2 separate regions of the Rattus norvegicus genome follow, and region 2 is linked to region 1. The links are chromatin contacts, called in public Hi-C maps. All regions are on one chromosome and are shown on one strand. Each heading gives the region's core, a stretch centred on a gene start, on an enhancer-like site or on the middle of the called end of the contact. The rest is flanking DNA. Distances are from core to core; before and after follow the strand shown.

Evidence for each region. Hi-C and Micro-C count contacts between places; a contact is called where the count stands out from the background.
Region 2: a contact with region 1 is called in a Hi-C map of liver, with 2.5 times the contacts expected there. The contact joins two enhancer-like sites. A contact is called at or near these places in 3 of 12 Hi-C or Micro-C datasets (kidney and liver).

What each region holds. Positions count from the first base shown.
Region 1 is chr17:61,511,338-61,518,116 of GRCr8, forward strand. No RefSeq gene overlaps it. Among named protein-coding and RNA genes, the nearest start is that of Trnaa-agc37, 380 kb to the right of the region's middle. Within about 2 kb of position 4,549, at least 1 of the 93 cell types and tissues checked has an H3K27ac peak or open chromatin away from gene starts, as enhancers often do. A contact at or near this core is called in liver, where this site is marked.
Region 2 is chr17:61,747,022-61,753,672 of GRCr8, forward strand. It overlaps the pseudogene Nsfl1c-ps1. Among named protein-coding and RNA genes, the nearest start is that of Trnaa-agc37, 140 kb to the right of the region's middle. Within about 2 kb of position 4,355, at least 3 of the 93 cell types and tissues checked have an H3K27ac peak or open chromatin away from gene starts, as enhancers often do. A contact at or near this core is called in liver, where this site is marked.

The sequences.
Region 1 (6,779 bases), core at 3,299-5,798:
TGGGTGAATAGAAGTGTGTGTGTGTGTGTGTGTGTGTGTGTGTGTGTGTGTGTGTGTGAGCATCTTCATAGAAGCAGGGAGAAGTGAATGGGTGGGTGGTAGGGGGGAAAGGGGTAACATTTGAAATGTAAATACAGAAAATATCCAATAAAATTAAATAAATAAATTCAAAAAGGAAAGCATCTTCAATAAATGGTGCTGGACTAATGGCAGTCTGGATGTAGAAAATGAAAATAGATTCATATTTATCATCTTGCACAAAGTTCAAGTCCAACTTTATCAAGGACCTCAACATAAAACCAGACACATTGAATCTAATAGAATTAAATTAATTTTCAACACTTGTGTGTTTCCCCCTACTCTTCATGCACCCCAAAAATATGAGGTACAAGACTACAAATACACTTCTCTTTTTGATTAGGTATTTTTGTTAGTTTTATAACTTTCATTATTTTCTTCTCTAACAATGTCATAAATTGCACTCTCATTACACTCCCATCTCTTTCCTTCACATTGTTTCTGCCATTTCACCCATCTAAAGGGCAGGCTTTTAAAGGACACAGAATAAACTGAGTCTTTTGTTCCTGGTAAAGAATAGCCAGTGATCTCTACTAGTGATCACACACTAGAATCTTTAGTGTGTCTAACAAGGACAACTAAAAGTGAAATTGTTAAATAACTCTTTGATTTACATTAACTACTTTCCTCATAGAATAGAATTCTTCCCCCTCAGACTGGCCTGCACATGCCAATTAGGTGCATATGTCCAATGTGTATGTGATCTTTCAGTGAGATAGTTCTGTGACCTCCTCTTCTGCACGTATTCTCAGCAGCATGTCCCTCCCCCTCTCACTCCTTCAACTTCACTCTCAAATATGTTTTTTCATTTATAAAACTCTTCTAAATTAACCTCAGCTTTCCTGTTGCTTACAAACTAAATCTCATTGTGATAGGCTCAGTATCTTGAGGAAATTCTGATGTATCTGCCTCAATAAAACCAACTAGCACACTTAGCCACACTTTCAAAAGGGTGACTGCATCTGTCTTTTCTTATATGCATTCCTGCAGCCAACCTTGCATCTTGCCTCACCAGCTCAGGCTGGGCTGTAACATTTACCTACTCACAGGACTCTCTGAATCTCCATAGATAGTCCAACCTTAACACTTCCAAGGGAGAACAATAAAACCACTTAGAAAATTACCATGTTTCCACCATTTAAACTCCCTATGCTGAAGAGTCAGAAATTATAGTCCAAGGACATTTATGGAGAGGGATCCTAGCAATCATCTCCAGATCTCTGCAAGAATCTGAGTAGTCTTTCCCCTAGAAGTCTGAGGCAATCGAAGATAGACATTTTGACAAATGTTCCACTTCACATTGAACTACAGTTCCCAATCACATGAACGTTATGCTATATGACTCTATGTCTAGTACCTGCCAGGGTTCATCCTCTAAAACATGATGTCATACATAGCCCACACAATGTCTGTCATTGGATACCAAGTTCCTGATCATACAAAAACACCAAGATGAAGAAACATTAGAAACAACTTATTTAACCAAATTATTGAAGCTATAATAAATTTAAATAATAGAATCACGATTTTATAAAACTCACATTACAAAATAAAGCACAATTATAGAAATTATATTGTTAAAATAAAAAAATAAAATAAAAATTCTGGAGTTAAAGTGTAATAGGCTAAAACTTAGACTTTCCTGTGCTTACAGTAGGTTGATACCGGAAAAGAAAAGTCTATGAGCTGGTCAGAGAAATAAGCTACTGTCAACAGCATCACTGACATCAACAGACAGGAGAAATAATAAAACAAAAGATGCACAAGAGAGATAAGCCTGTTGACACAAAGTGTTTGTTTTACATGTACAGCAGTATGGGTTTATACCTAGGACATACATTCAAAAAAATGTGAGGTATGATCCTGGTGAAGGAACAGAAACAGATTTCTGGGGCTCGCTGCCCATCCAACCAGGACCACTTAGCAAGCTCTAAGCAAAAGGGAGATCCTGTCTCAGAAAACAAGGTGAATAACTTCTGAGAAACAATACCAAGAGTTGCCCTCGGCCCTCCACATACATGTATATACCTCTACCTACACAGACACACATACACACAAAATAAATATGTAAATGAAAAGATGTGCATCATCTGTTCACAATCCACTTTTCTATACATTTAATTACATGTGTGTTGGGCCTTCTCTCCATGACATATATGAGTGTAGAATTTATGCTACATATACAACTACCTTTATGTAGTATCAGAATTGAGGAGGGAATGAAGCAGAGAAAAAAAATGCAGTTATAATTGTTTTCTCAAAATTGATTCAAAAAATTATGTCAAGATAGAGATCTGTAGAAAACTTTAGGCTCACAAAGATGATGGTAAAACAGGATCACAATTTGTCAGATCAACACAATCTGCTAAGGACCAGGAACAAACAAACAAACAAAAAAATGAAAAGACACTCAAAGAAAACATAGTCTTCATACCAGCATCAAGCTGGCACCTCCCTGTCTCACACCTCCATAAGAAAATGCTTCCAAAAGCAATCAGCGTAGTTGAGAATCACTAAAGGATAAAGAAAGTAAAACTAGAGCCCCACATTCTGGAGAAAAAGACTCCTAGGGAGACATGAACACAGCTATCTGCACATGTGCCCACATTGGGGAAATCTGTTGTTCACTGGCAAGAACAAAAAGAGGTTCAATTGTTCTTCAAGCAGAAAGAAAATGAGGCCAGGAAAGACGATAAATACAGGATGAACTGGAAGATAATAGATATGTGATTGCGTGGTTCAAATCAGTGATTTGTGCTTTTCTTCATTTTTAGATTGCATTGCAGATGCACAACGACTGGGTTCTGGTTACACCCTCCTCTGTGCACTTGTTGTATACCTTGATGTTGGAAGCAGATGTCTTTAAGTTGAGATGCTCTGGGCTCAGCCTCCCTGGTTACTGACACCTGCAGGTGCCAGGAAGTCAGTGGTCTGGGGCTTCCTATTATGTCTACAGAGTCACTGTGATGCCAACAGCAGCAACGCTCAACAAGGGGTTGTCAGCTGAATGGCAGAATGAATGGTATTGTGGGGGAATTGGGGAAAAGTAAGAAAGAGAATGGAAAGACAAAAAGTTACATAGAATTAATATGATAGGGCCAATGCAGAGCTGAGCCAGGTGGGAAATCTGACCACAGCACTTTTCATGACCACCATTTTCTCCGGAACACTATAACCCTATAAGGAAGTATCTAATCTTTTATTGAGTCTCAGTCCTGCTCCATTTTAGAAGCAATGCAGTGTGGCTAAATGTGCTCACTTTGAGCACAAGAGGTTAAGAGAGGAAGACTTGCACCTGTAGTAGCAAGTGTGTAATCCCAGAAGCTTGCTGCAGTCATCAGCAAGAGCTGATTGACCTGGCAAGGGCTGTTCCCATGAAAGCAGAAAGGGATCTCTGGGCTTCTGTCACCTCAGAGTGCCAACAGCCGGGCCTTACTGTTATTCTTGCAAAATGGCCATGAGTTCTTTACTTGTAGAGTTTCTTCTACAAGTTGTGAAGAAGATATTTCAATATCATGATTGGATCCTAATGGGCACGTGTCAGTGATTCACAGACTGACACTTAGGAAGGGGACTGAAGTCTTTAAACAGACAGCTACACACATATCTCCAAGAATTAAGACAGAGTATGGCAGAAACTTTTGCACTAAGGGCTGGGTGGGGAAGGTTTGCAGATGGAGCAGATGAAGCTAGAATAAAATCTCCTTCTGATGTTTTGTTTCAATCAAAAGGTTGGAACTGAATGAAACTTACAGATTAATATTTGCTAATTTTTAAAATCCTTTTAAAAAGTAAGCAAGTTTCATAATTATGTATCAACCATCCTTTTTTCAAATAGTTTATTTTTATTTTAATTATACATATGTATTTGTGTCTATATGTGGGTACTGTGCACCTGAAAACAGGTATCGACAGAGATCAAATGTGTTAGAGTTATAGTGACAGTGGTTGTGAGCCCATTCGTGGATGCTGGGAATTGAACTCAGCTTATCTGAAAGAGCATTGAATATTGTTCACTGCTGGGCCATATCTCTAATCTCTCAGCCATCTGTTTTTATCTTTCAATGTAGCAATTCATTGGTAGATGCTTCCCTACAGCATTATCCACATTTGTAGTTCAGGAATTGTATAGAATAGGTATCTTAAGATCCATTTCCTACAAGAAAACCTCTGTTAACCTGCAGTAAATTATTTTGGTGGATTAAACAGGCTGCTTTGGTTAGAGTTGGCACAAGGCTGTTAGAGGCACCAACCTGGGAGCTCACGTATGGGCTTTGTTTTTTCTTTTCTTTATCCACCAGAAAGGGTGTGGAAACTGTTTCTGCCTTCAGTTTAAGGGATACAGGCCTGCTGTCTCAGGCCTGCTGATTCTCTTTAGGTGCCTTCTCGATAGCTTTAGTTTTACACACCAGCACTATGTCAGGCAAACAGGAGATGCTCTCTGCCTGGGCAGAGAACATGGGGTGGGGTTGAAGAAGTTCATGGTGTGTTGATGGCATTCCTAGTCTCAGTGTGAAGTTTCCGAAATCCGTGCCTGCTGACTAGGACCACTCATTTAATTGGATCTTGCATACTTGCCTGGGTGATTGAATGACTAAAAGAATATACAAGTCATGTGATGCAGAATTAGCATAAACCCCCAACAAGTGTTATTCCTTTTATCCTACTGAAATGTCACAGTCTGTGCTTTCTGTGGACAGTCAATGCTTAAACATCATGAAAAAGCAACTCTGTGCCTTTGTTAACAGCCAGAGTTCAAGCACGGGTTGTTTGAGTAGTTCACATTAGTGTAGCATTAACTGAGCTCAAACAGAGACAGACTCTTCCCTTACAGCGATACGATTGGATCCATAGCTTTGTAAATTATTTGAAAGCCTGCACACACTTCTCTGCTATAAGAAACCAGAATGTGCCAATGCACACAGAAGGGACATCTTTTAAATTCCTGTCGTTTTTTACATGTGTTCTTCCTCATCAGTGATGGGCACACTTTCACAATTCTTCCCTCAGCCAGTGAGTTTGGAAGATTAGTCATTTTAGACTGGCTTCTGTCCTTGTTTGTCATGTCTACGTCACAAGGGTGTTGGAAGGATTAATTAGTCAACATGTAAGGCTCTTTGAAGATGAAAGCTCTCTAAATTGCTAAGCAGTGCTCGCATTCCTTCAGAGTACATATTTTTTCCTTTTATATTTACAAAAATCCACCCACCTCCCGCTAACCCTCTTGGCTAACATTATTTATCCAGCTTGCCTTTATTAAAAATTAACCAGCTTTGTTTTTTCCCCCAACAAGTTTCATAACATTTATTTACCCATGTCCTCATTTCTCTTCCCTATTTTCCCTGTGAGTCTTTCTCTTACTCAGAGAGTAAGAACACTTTTCTTCAAGACTTATGGACTTTGTGTTGTTCCTATTCATAATGTCTGTGGCCTGATACACCCACAGAGGAGAAAGAAGCCACTATTATTGCATTTCAGAGAGGCACATACTGGATGAGCTGCTGTAATTCCGAGGATGCTCAAATGCACTCTTACAGTTCTTTAAAGAAATGGTTTCCCACTTGGGAGAGGTAGTTTCTTTCTCCATGATCTAAACTTTCTCATGGAGTTTGTCCAAAGTCCTTTTGAGACTTAAAGATACAGTCAGGGGATGGCTGAGAAAGGAGGGGCTGCTGGATAGCACTTTAGTCTCTGTTCCTGTAGAACCAGCTGTGACAAGGAGGCCCAGCTGTGAAAAGTTCTGGGATTTTTCTGTTTCTTTGCAGTCCCATCAGATTTTTTACCTCACACATTCTGACATTTTCTTGTCTGTGGATTTTTGTGGTGAATAATGCAGAGAACCAGGCACCATGCCACACTACCTCCTGCTACTCTCTGTCCCCTGCGGTCTCTCTGCCTCCATGGCTAGCCCCATCAGCAGACATTCATCTACTTCCCATGGCGGGCCGCTGCCACGCCAGTCCCATATAGAGACCACCTATCTCGGGGCTCTCTCGCTGCGGACTCTGTTCACATTCCCAGCAACCTGGTAAAATCAAAACTCTAGAGGCTTGTAATTTATCAATCTGATGTATATCAGTAAATTCTCACCCCACAAAACATCCACACGATAAACTCAGAGCCAATTGACATTGATAGAAACCGCCCACCTAAATAAGACAAATAGTCCTGTAATCATCCACCCCTTAAGATATCCAGAGCTCCCTGTGGCTAATTACAGTCACATGGGGGTGGGTCCTTCTCCTCCATCTTTTTTATTCTCCTTCCCTTCTCTCTCCTGTTTTTCAAAAACTCTGCCCCCGCCTTTCTTTTTCACTGCCCAATCACAGGCCTTACCTTATCTCGTGTCTACTCTCACCTGCATATAGACATCAATACACATTTCACCCTTTCTGTCTAATTTTAAAAGAGAACTTTTCTCTCACATGTAAGCTGAGCACAAGGATTACCATTCTGTAATTTAGAAAGTATAAGCTATACCTCACACCCAGTCCTTCATTTTTGTCAATTAAATAGAATACTCTGTTATTTATCTTAAGAAAGGCTTAAAATCTATAGTGATGTCTTGGTTAGCTTGTATACTGTCTGAAAACTATCCAATTAAGTATGTTTTCTCAATATTAAATAGTGTGTGTCGGCTATGAGAGTATATAATTAGTCTTCAATCCTGTCAGAAATCTGAGAAGGAAGAATACTGTCTA
Region 2 (6,651 bases), core at 3,105-5,604, 240 kb after region 1:
CATGCTCGAGGGGCTCAGCTTTAAATGTCACAGTAAATGTAGCTGCTGAACTTGAGCCAGCCCTTTTGTTTCCATGTAGAGCCCATTACACCTATACACTATGGTAGGAGAAGCCAGTGTCCCCATCAGTGGCTGACACAGCGGCTTATGTTTGATGTTGTCAGTAGGCACAGATGATGCTCAGGCTGTGTGTACGGATCACACCATTATCAACTCAGCTAGGTCCCCCTTTGTTTGGTACTGTCAATGGCAAAAATTAACCATCCTTGACACAAACAATAAAGACAGCCAGTATACAACCAATATTTGTATGCGTAAGATTTTTATGCATGCCTTTCAACAGTCTCAGACTTGTGACTTTTAAACCAGAGAAATCTTCCCCATAGATGACGTTCAACTGTAGTATGTAACATGGGCAGTATTACACAGTCTTCCAAGAGCTATACAAAACTGAACGTGTACCAGTCAGTAGTGTATGGAGAAGACAGCGTGTGCAGGCTTTACAGGAGAGCCATGCATGGCAGCTCTGGGACTTTTCTCATAGGCACAGTTCAAAGCCCTTCCTCCCTGTGGGCCTCAAACCTGTTTACAAATGTCTTTCTCCTCCACAATACTTGCCACAGGTACTTAAGTGTGAATAATGACAAGAAAACTAGAAATGAACCTAAATTCCCACTACTAAAGAAAGACTTGAGTTAGCCCTCTGGGGTGAGAGGCACACAGGATTAATCATATTGTAGGAGTTGATATCTTTCTTTATTTCCCTTTCCAGGCTTTTGGCAAATACATTTTTTCCACAGTTTTAAGGAAATGTAAGAACTCCCAAGTTCCATGGCCAGAAAATCCTGACAAGCTTCTGATAGCTGAATAATGGATGAAGCTCTGCTGTTTACTTAGCCAGGGGAGAAAAAAAAAGTGCTACAGAGAGTTCCAGATATGGAGCAGGAATCTGACACCCTTCAAGGTGAACAATGGTGAGAAGAATAGGCTGCCTTCTTGCTCCATTTTTTTTGTCCATGCACAAAATGTGTCTGGAAATAACAGCTCAGTGTATCAACCCCATCCAGCCATTCTCCTGTATCCCCTCCGAACAGATTAAGACCTGACCTCCAAATATCAAGTATTTCCAACCCCACACAGTCTCTGTCACAGCAGGCATTCAGAAGATAGGACAAAATTTTCCCAGCTAGAAAACACCACCAATATTTCCACAGAGCGACCGAGTGAAAAGCTGATAAAGACATGAAATTGGAATCGGCAGAGCTTAAGTTTTTTCGTATTTCAATGCTGATTAATTCACATTCCTGAGTTGAGGATGAGCCTCTCATACTGAGGCAACAGAGCTGAAGGCTGTCCTGGTGTTTTTCTTCTGAGAGAACCCTCCTCATAAAATCTCCCACAATACCTGTCACTGGTACCTAGAATTTCACCATTAGAGATTCATTCTTTTGGTTCTGGGGCATTTTAATCCCTGGGGGTCCTATTAAAATGCAAAAAGTCTGAGAATAACTGCATTGAAAGGTATTATTAACTGACAGCAATGAGGCCCTGGGGAATCGGACACAGGATAGAGCCTGAGGAACCGAAGAGGAAATCAGGATGGGCAGAGAGAGGAGGCAGGTGGCAGCAAAAAGAAACTTCCTTCCAATTGTTCAGTGGCAAGGTGACCCACTTCTGGCGTTCCCTGCAGAAGAGAACTGCCTTTTCAGGCAGCAGGATGGGCACAGTGCACACAACTTACTTCAGTTCCACTGAAGGAGAAAGTCAGTGCTATAATATACCTAACAGACCTCTTTTGTTGTTGTTGAAAACATTGAAGGAACATAAATTAGCCATGCATTATCTATGGAAAAGGACTGGGTATTTCTGTGGACTTCTGAGAGATCTGTCTCATACAGCAGTTGCTGGTCCACATCTTCAGGAACTATCTCTAATGCCTGGTCTCTGTCCCACAGGGATATTCCTCCCTTGAGAGGGCAGTGATGGACACTTGACTTCCTGCTTCCAGGGAAGATGAAACCTCCTTGTTACTGTTATGTGATAGCTAGCAGGCATAGGGGGTTATATGTGTGTGTGTGTGTGTGTGTACATGTGTGTCTGTGCATGTTCATTTCTGTCTACATGTGTCTATGTATGTTTCTTTGTGTGTATAAATTTACATACATTTGTTTCTCCACACATCTATTCACATATATTTGTGTATTTATGTATATGATAAGTATATGCTGCTATATGTTTTTGCAGGGAGATAGATATCTGTGTTTGTTCAGGTATATATATGTGTATCTGTGTTTTTGTGCATGTGTGTATGTATGTTCATATGTGCCAGAGTTTGTTATTTGTGTATGTGTGTGTTGTGTATTTTATGGGTAAAGAATGTAAATTCATGCATATGTGTTACAGATGTCCGTATATAGTGAACAAGATAGAAACAAATTTTAATTTTCCCAGAAGTTGCTATGCTTATGGGGGGACAGGGAGAAGAGGAGATGGTTGTTTGTGTACCTTTCCGTGTATGTGAAGCCAGTTATGTTTGTCTTCTAATTGCCATCATTACTGTTATTGCCACTTTGTGGGGGGCCTGAGTCTGACCTGAGCTGGGTTCCTGCTGAGAGCTACAGTGCATAGCCTGGCCTACAATATATAGCCTGGGCCACTTGGTTAATCAAATCAGACTCAGCTCTAGCACCCAGATGACAAAGAACTCAAAAATCTTATGATTTCACAAAAAAGAATGATTTAACCAAGAATTTCTGGGGAACTTATATGTTTGAGAATAAGTTTTATATGTTTGAGAATAAGTTTACCTCTCTCTCTCTCTCTCTCTCTCTCTCTCTCTCTCTCTGTCTGTCTCTCTCTCTCCCTGTCTCTCTCTCTCTGTCTCTGTGTGTGTGTGTGTGTGTGTGTGTGTGTGTGTGTGTGTGAGAGAGAGAGAGAGAGAGAGAGAGAGAGAGAGAGAGAGAGAGAAAGACAGAGACAGAGACAGAGACAGAGAGAATAATATCGGAATGTGTCTGAACTGGCTATGTAGATCAGGCTGGCCTAGAACTCAGCAACCCACATGTCTCTGCCCCAATTCTTTGGCAATGAGGGCACATGCATATTTGAAGAAAAGAGTTTGTGGTAGAGCAAAGCTACTTGTGAGGCAGGAACAAAGAGGGCAAGAGCTGAAATTCCGCAATCCATTTTGCAGGACATCCTCAGTCCCTAAGCTTCTTAGAATGCCCTCCAATTCTTCGAGGCTCAACTGCCTCTGATAGTATACCTTAGGAGACAAGCCTTTCCACATAGTTACTAACAAGGCTCCTGTGACAAGGTGTAGCAGAAGGCTCAGAAGTGCCAGTGAGGAGGCATTGACCATGGATATGAAGCCCCAGTCGTACAGTTGAGACCAACTGTATTACTCATGGATATAGCTGTACAGGGTATGTTGTGTCTAATAGGAATCTACTTTAGAGTGATGTCACATGCCCTTACCAAAAATAAAACAATAAGTATGTGAGATGAGAGACCATTTGCTAGCTCCATTTAACCTGTCTAAAGTTCACATGGACCAGAACATCACACTCTACCTTCTATGTGCAGCTTAGTATCCATTAATTAAATGCAAATTAACTGTAAAATCCACAGACTGTGTGGACCCACATCAGCCTTGCCATAGCCAGACTCTCAACAACTCTCCCCACAAGTGCCAGTTCCTTGATGCAATCTGTCTAACTTTATATCTTGGTAAAGACTGTAATTCATTGCCCCCAAGTCTTCACGAACTTTTCTTTGAAAATTATACTCGCTATCTGTAGGGCATATTTTTCAACCTATTTAAAATAGATACAGTAAATCCCCAAAGAGGTGCTTCTTTCTGGTCCCTCAAACATGAAACCTTCTCAAGAAACTGAAATAAAAAGCAAACTTCATCAAATTATTTCACTGGAGAGAAGTGGAGGGAAATGTTTTGAGGACAGTTAGGAGGCAGTCATCTTTGTCAGGGGCCAGAACACACTTCCCTTGAGAAGCTTTAGGACTGACATAAATAATGCAGCCTGTAGAAAGGTCATCTCTGAGGCTTCAGAGCGACAGCCCCAAAACAATTGCTCTGAAGAATTCCAGGCATCAGTCTAAGCACTACATAGAGAGGGGCAAGGAAGCCCTGTGTAAAAAGTGCCAACCTTGAACCTTGCTGTGGCTCTGGTGTCTTATCAGGCGCCACATTCTAGTCCCTGCAGCAAAGGTAGAAGAGGTGCAGGCCAACACATCTTGAGAGGCAGGAAGCACAGGCCACAGGGCATTTAGAGAGGTCAAGCGAGCATGGAGCAACTCCAGGAATCAATAGCACTGCGAGGAGTGAGGAGGGATCAGTGACCTCTGGACTTTGTGGCAGTTTAGCAGTTGATTAACAACACACCAGGGACTGGCCCTGGGCTATGTGGCAGCCACAGACAGCTAATTTCAGACAATTGGAATGAGCTAACTCAGGCAGGCCCTTGCAGAAGGCACAGCTCCTGAGCAGGACACTAAACAGGAAGACACTTGAGCCACTTGACAAAGCTTACAAATCACCTCAAAATCTGAGTCCCCCCTCCCACTGGGCCTCTTCTCAATTTTTATCACGAAAATTTCCAAAATTTTTTTTAAAATCAGTGAATTTAATACATTTCCATACATTGGGTCACCAATATCCATCTATTAACTCATGACCAAATTTATTTATCTCTGACTCTCCCCACTCCAGCTACACAAGGTTAACATAGGGCAAGTACTAGACATAATAATATAACTTAATTTGTAAATCTTCCTGCTTAAATCTCTAAACAATTCCTCTCTGGAACATCCTATGCTATTATCACAGCAAAAATTAAGTGCCCAAGGCACTTGTTTATGAGTGCACTAGTCTTGGCTGAGGACAATCTATGAATTGAGGCTATTTTGGGATTTTGGAAATCGGGCTTACTGCTGAATGCTACCAAATACTGAATAAATAAACTATACCATTCCTCCAAATTTCAAGTGGACATTTCTAAAATTTAAAAGCAAAGGAATTCTGAAAACGACAGAAATAATACACAAAAAACATGCAATTGTTTTAAGCAGTGCACAAAAAGAAGTTACAGAAGGAGAGAGAGAATAAGTCGTCAGAACAATAATGAACAAGAGTGTCCTCCAGAGGGGGGTGAACATGGCTGCAGAGCGGCAGGTCGTGTTGAGGGAGTTCGTGGAGTTGATGGGCACTGAGGAGGACAGGCCTGTCTTCTTCCTGGAGTCAGCTGGCTGGGACCTGCAGATTGTACTTGCAAGCTTTTATGAGGATGCAGGGGCTGAAGACATTGTGACCATTTCACAGGCAAACCCAAGTTTAATGTCTAGAGGCACAGCTCCTAGTGATAATAGAGTAACATCCTTCAGAGACCTCGATCATGACCAAGGTGAAGAGGAAGAGGAGGAAGAGGAGGAGGGGGAGGTGGAGGAGGAGGAGGAGGGGGGTAGGAGGAAGAGGGGGGGGAGGAGGAGGAGGGACAGAGGTTTTATGCTGAGGGCTCAGAAAGAAGTAGACAGCAAATTGTTGACCTCCCTAGGAAGAAAAGTCCCAACAAGCTGGTGGATGATCTGTTTAAGGGTACCAAAGAGCATGGGACCGTAGCTGTGGAATGAGTGACCAAGAGCCCTGGAGAGACCAGTAAACTGAGACCGTTTGCAGAAGGGGGCTACCGCCTTGGAGCAGCACCAGAGGAAAGGTCTGCCTATGTGGCAGGAGAAAGGATTCAGGCCAGGATGTTCATGTAGTGCTAAAGCCCTGGAAAACTAGATTCAGTTTAGATAATGACAACCTTAGAAGCGGCCGAGACCCAGCCAATGCTCAGTTCCTGGAGTCTATCCGTAGAGCGGAAGTTTCTGTAGAGCTTTGGAGGTTAGTTTACACTGGGCAAGTGGCTTTGGATATGGAGGATCATAGAGATGAGGACTTCGTGAAGCCCAAGGGAGCCTTCAAAGCCTTCACCGGTGAGGGCCAGAAAGTGGACAGCACGCCCTCCCCTCACCCACCCCTTAGTATTAAACACCAGCTCTCCAAACCAGCAAGCAGAAAATGAAACCAAAGCTAACTTGTCCATATTAATCAATGAGGCAGAATCCACCATGGACATTCAAATCTGGCTTGTAGATGGTGGGAGGCTGGTGCAGAAATTCAACCACAGTCACAGGATCAGCGACAATGGACTCTTCATCATGTATGCCCGGCCAGCTATGGCTGCCACCAGTTTTGTCCTTATCACGACCTCCCTAACAAAAAGTTGGCTGATGAGAACCAAACTCTAAAGGAAGCCAATCTTCTTTGCACTGTCATCGCTGTCATCATTTGGTGGTTAACATAACCGCCTAGCTGCTGCCTCACCTCCCTGTGTGTCTCCCATGACTGAAGTCATGCCCATGGGAATTACTTCCCAACCCCTAGCCCTTCCAGTGCCTCGTCTTGTCCGTAGCTCTGGATTCTTGAACATTCGTGTTCTCTTTAGTTATACTTCCTGGGATTTTGTGGTGATCAATAGATTTTAAAGAGAAAAAAATAAAAACACAAAAATTTGAAGAAAAAATAATGAATAAGAATTTAGAATTCCTTCCAATTGATCTCAGACACACAGGATATATCAAAGAAGCTCA